Linked DNA regions of Sus scrofa: region 1 is linked to region 2. The links are chromatin contacts, called in public Hi-C maps. All regions are on one chromosome and are shown on one strand. The core of a region is the stretch at or near the end of the contact, and the rest is flanking DNA. Distances in the headings are between cores, read along the strand shown.

Region 1 (2,700 bases), core at 19-2,518, 87 kb after region 2:
GGAGTGAAATGTTGCCAATTTATGGTGGTTCGTCTGAGGCCACCCATCTCTTGTACGTGTCCCAAGTGTGTGGACTCACTGTGAGAGACTGGACAAAGGAGGACGGTAATAAATTTCAACTTATTCTTCTGCTTCATCCAGGAAAGAGGTTTATGGGCATAAATGCAGTGGTAAATGAGGTATTTCTTGCTGTTTGGTGCCTATCATATCACTCCCCCCCCCACCTCACACACACACACACACACACACACACACACACACACACCAGCCTGTGCACACACTGTGGGCAGAAATACACCCTCCTCCTGCCCCTCCCTCTCTCCCGGCACAGACTGATCAGAACTTCCCCTGGGTCGCGGCCCAGCGATATGAAGCGGCCCTGGCGCTCAGCCCTGCTCTTCCCGAGTCGTGGGTGGCGCGGTGCTTGTTTCCCTCCCCTCCCTTTCCGGACCCAAACGGGGATGTATCTGGGTCAGCCTGGGAGGGGCCGGACCTGCCAGGGACCGGCGGGGGGGGGGCGGGGGTAGTGGAAGGGGGTGGCGATGACAGCATCTTTCAGGTTTTTGGCCTTACAGAGATTCGCCCCGTCCAGCCTCTTGCTGCGCTCTCGCCCAGCAAGGGCTGATGCTCCGGCCAGACCAGGCTCTAGGAGTGGGTGGGGGAGAGCGCGTCCTTCCTATCTGGACCGTCACCCCTTCACGCCCTGTGAACAATACAGCGCCCACCCCACCCCCCACACGCATACACATTCCCCATTCCCCAAAGCAGGCTCCGCGGGCGGGCGGCAGGTCCCTCCGCCCCAGGAAAAGAGCAATGGAACAGTTCAGGGCCGCCGCGAGTTCCTGGTCTTCCTTCCTTTCCGGTGATAAACGGCGGGGCTACAAGCCAGTTGCTGTTCAAGATGCTCCACCCGCGGGCTCGGGCCTCTCTTGGCCCTGCAGGGGCCCAGATCAGGAGCAAGTTCCAAAGGGAAAGTGTCCCTTTACCTTCGCAAAGGCTGAGCGCCCCGGCGGCAAGAGGCGCAACCAGTGCTGGGGCGCAGACCCTCGGCCAGTCTCCTCGCCGCCTCGGTTCCTCCCTGCTTGATTTTTTGCGCTCTGCAGCGCCGGGGAGGAGCTGGGTGTGCGTAAAAACCGCATCTTCCCCAGACGCTTTGGCTGAGGACGCCTGGGTGAGGTCCGGAGGGTCATGGACCTTCCCGGCTCCCCTCCCTTCGAGCTCTGTATATAAGCCCAGCACGGGGGAATCAAGGCCACAGGTCTTCCTTTCCCTGAGGCCTGGCCCCTCCCTCCCCAACCTTGCCCTGCTTAGACTAGGCAGTTCCAAATTTACAAGTGCTTGCTCTTCCTTTCCGTGTTAGGGAGAGAAGCGGAGGAATGAGTTGAGAATCATCTCTGGATTCTTGCCTCCTGTGCATAGCTATCTCCTTATCCTCGCCCCTCGTCTCCCCACATCGCACGCTCGGGGACTTCTGTTTGCAGGAAGGTAGCCTTGCCTATCCAGAACGCTCGGTCCTGCGGCGGAGGCCCCACTGATGCTCTTGGGCCGGTGGCTCCTCGAAAGATGCCTGCTCCCGCGGGCGCTTGAGGCCACGCAGAGGTGTTTCTCCTCCCCAGTTTCACCTCACCCGCAGACTTCTCTTGCCATTATTTCATCCACCCTTATATAAAACCCTGCGCCCCCACCCCCAGCCCGGCGCAGCGCCCCCTCCCTCGGCTGCGCCTGGGCGGGAGGGAAGCTGAAGGGACCCGGGCGCGCGGGAGGCGCGCAGAGCTCTCCGGCTGCCCGTGTTCGCCGCCGCGCCTGGGGAATTGGCTGTGGGCGAGGCGGCCCCGGCCGGCCTTTATCGCTCGCCCCGCTGGTCGCTTGAAACTTTATCAGCGAGTCTCGCCACTCGCCGCAGACGCGAGCGGGGGGCGGGGGCGCGGCGAGGCGCCGGCGGCCGTGACGAGGCGCTCCCGGCGCTGGGCGCTTCTGCTCCGGGCACGCATGGCGCCCGCACACGGAGTCTGACCTGATGCGGATGCAAGGGGGTTAATATGAACGCCTGTCTCGGTGGAATCTGGCTCTGGCTCCCTCTGCTCTTGACCTGGCTCAGCCCTGAGGTCAGCTCTTCATGGTGGTAAGTCCACGAGGACGGGCGCGAGGGGATTTTGGAGATGGGAGTGGGGACCGCACTAGCCACATAGACCCTTCCAGGCGGCGCTTCCCCGAGGCCGTGGCAGACGCGGATTCTGGCCCGAACCCCAGCTGCTGCGCCCTCGTATCGCCCTTTTCCTCGGGAGACCATTCGAGTTTTGACAACTCTCCCCAAATCCCCCCATATTCCCACCTTAAATGAGAGCTCGGATGATTGGTTTATTGGGGTCCGGCAGAGCGACAGCAAAATCAGGATCGTTGAGACAAGCGCTAGCCGGGTCTCTAGCTCTACTGGCACACACGTCTGTGTGTGTGTATGTGTGTGTGTGTGCGCGCGCGCGCGCGTGTGAATTCATCTCCAAAACTACAAACGTATCCCCCTGCTCCCCCTCCCCCTAAAAAATGCCTCAAGATAAATGGACCGGGCCCATTCAGGCAGTCAGAAACGGTAGAACCCAAAGCATGTGATTTTTGCAGTATTTCCCATCTTTCCACATTCCTAGTGCTTTCACCCCAGTGGGGCGGAAGAACATTGTGCTGCCTCCAGGTAGAGACTATTGC
Region 2 (2,700 bases), core at 91-2,590:
TTTTCTTCATTAAAATGTGAGTTCCGTGAGGCAGCTTGGTTTGTCTTTGATGTTGTCTTCTCAAACTTAGTTGTGTCTGCCTGTGCTCAATGATCTGTAACAGTGATGAAATAAATGCATTTAGAAAGACAGGCCTGCCTCCCAAATCACGAAACTACTTTTAAAAACTTATCTGTGAAAATCTCTGAAGTAAATAATTCCAAAATCTTACATTAAAATTCCTTAAGAAAAAGAAATATTGCAAAATTTTCTAAGAATTGGTGAACGGTGGCTTTCTTTTAAAATACTTGTGCCTGGAGTTCCCGTCATTGCTCAGTGGTTAACGAATCCGACCAGGAACCATGAGGTTGCAGGTTCGATCCCTGGCCTCACTCAGTGGGTTAAGGATCTGGCATTGCCATGAGCTCTGGTGTAGGTCGCAGAGGTGGCTCAGATCCTAATTTGCTATGGCTCTGGCGTAGGCCTGCGGCCACAGCTCCAATTAGACCCCTAGCCTGGGATCCTCTATATGCGGTGGGTGTGATCCTAGAAAAGATAAATAAATAAATAAAATATATGTGCCCTATTCCTTGATAGGTCTACTTTTATGCGGTGGCAAAGATCATCACTGTGTTACCAATATCTCATCTAGAAGTTAGAGGCAGAAAATTGAGTTTGGGCCACTTTCACCTGGAGGTGTTTGTATTATTTACTCCGTGAAAATTTAAATCTTCTCTTCTCTCCAACTCTTGATCCATCCTCTCCCCCTTCCTCCCCTTTCTTGACTATTTCCTTTAGCGGACTGACACCATCTGGCTGGGAAAGTGTTTTGAATTTCTGAAGTTTCTAAATCTACAATGAGAACTGACATTACATGAGACTTGAATTCTCCTGGCTCTTTTGTCAGCTCCCGTTTGACTGCTGGCTTCTTGAATGTACGGATAATGCTCCTCAGGGATTCATTCTGGCCAATAACACCGGCCAGGGGACACATGTAAGTGTGGCAGGGGGAGAGGTGAAAGCGATGAGAGTGAAAGCTTAGTTTTACATGACATCGTGCCATTTAAATCCTCATTCTGCTCCCGCTACCACTGGGCAATCCTTAAAGAGCAGGAACTCCATCAAGCAAATACCCTAGAAAGAATGAAGGGTAAGTCCCCAAACGGAATTGGAAGCACCAGCCAGGAGTTCAGATTCGCCGGCCAGAAGCATCAGTTTTCTCCTCCCTAGGTCTCAGGGTCACGGGAAAGGGGCCGAGGCGCGGCGCTCATCTCGCGCCTGCGCCCGAGGGCCCAAGGCCCCAGCGCTTCCCGCGCAGCCCTTCCCGCGCACCCCAGTGCGCAGGCGCGGAGGCTGCGCGGAGGAAGCCCGGGAGGAGGAAGCCGGCGGGCGTGCGGCCCCTGCGGTGGGAAGTGGCCCGATGGCCATGGCGGCAGGCCAGCTTCGCGGACCTGCAGTGGCCGGTGGAGGCGAGAGTAGCGAGAGCGAGGATGACGGCTGGGAGATGGGGTATCTCGACCGGGCAGCCCAGGTAGCAGAGGAGGCCTTGTCTTGACCATACCGGGATCGGCCTCCCCTGACCACGAAACCTCTTAATTCCTCACCTGCGTTACCCTAAATTTTTTTTGCGGTGGAAATACAGGCATTTTGACAACAAACTCTCAAAGTTTCCCTACTGTACTTTTCATCAGATGTGCTGTAGATTGTTGATGTAGCTCTTTACTTGGGTTTGGTCCCACCGTCATTGCCCATTCCCTTTAAAATAATTTTAGTTATGAAGTATTCACAAACTTTGTATGTTGCCTCCCTTCCCCCCACCCTCAAAAAGGGATGTACCCCAAACCAATCATTATCATTTCCTGAGGCAGTGGAAATGAATATATGTGTAACAAGAAACCTTTTTAACTTTTTGCTTTTTTTAGAAATTAAAGGGCCCGTTGCCCGTGGAAGAAAAGAATGAAACGTTTAAGAAAGCTTTGGCCGCAGGAGATATTTCATTGGTGAAGGAGCTTCTAGATTCTGGTGAGAGTTAAGGGATAGTTTCCACCTAACATAATTTTCTCGGTTCACAAGGATTCCTTATTTTAAAAGGTTTCTGTAGCTTTTCTAACGGAAGCCCAGTGAATGTTAAAGTGTCCTACATGGCTTGACTCAGTTCTGCCTTATTTTCTTCTTCTAACCACAAATTTGGAAGGTCATGCTGATTACCATCAGTTCTTGCACCTTCTTCAAAAGATCTACTCTGGAGTTCCCGTCGTGGCTCAGTGGTTAACCAATCCGACTAGGAACCATGAGGTTGCGGGTTCGATCCCTGGCCTTGCTCAGTGGGTTAAGGATCCGGCATTGCCAGTGAGCTGTGGTGTAGGTTGCAGACACGGCTCGGATCCTGCGTTGCTGTGGCTCTGGCGTAGGCCGGCGGCTACAGCTCCAATTAGACCCTTAGCCTGGGAAACTCCATATGCTGTGGGAGCGGCCCTAGAAAAAGCAAAAAGACAAAAAAAAAAAAAAAAAAAAAAAATCACTACCTGGATGCCTATTCCAGCCTGTTGGCTACTCTGTGCTTCCTTGGGAAAGTCATTTAAACTTCTGGATCATCAGTTTATGTAAAACATCATAATTCTGTGCTCTGTCCCCTATCATTTTTCTCTGTGTCAGATATTTTTTAAATTACCTTGACATGGAAATGTAAGTTGTTGACAGTGATTGAAATTATCACAAGAA

Evidence for each region. Hi-C and Micro-C count contacts between places; a contact is called where the count stands out from the background.
Region 1: a Hi-C map of undifferentiated spermatogonia shows a contact between it and region 2, with 2.0 times the contacts expected there. The contact joins the promoter of WNT2 here to the promoter of ASZ1 in region 2. A contact is called at or near these places in 2 of 47 Hi-C or Micro-C datasets (epiblast stem cells and undifferentiated spermatogonia).

Annotation. Positions count from the first base shown.
Region 1 is chr18:28,944,557-28,947,256 of Sscrofa11.1, forward strand. WNT2 (protein Wnt-2) reads left to right here and starts at 1,269. Exons shown (of 5, transcript XM_003134756.5): 1 at 1,269-2,122. The coding sequence starts at 2,040.
Region 2 is chr18:28,857,800-28,860,499 of Sscrofa11.1, forward strand. ASZ1 (ankyrin repeat, SAM and basic leucine zipper domain-containing protein 1) reads left to right here and starts at 1,341. Exons shown (of 13, transcript XM_021079021.1): 1 at 1,341-1,510; 2 at 1,902-2,001. The coding sequence starts at 1,400.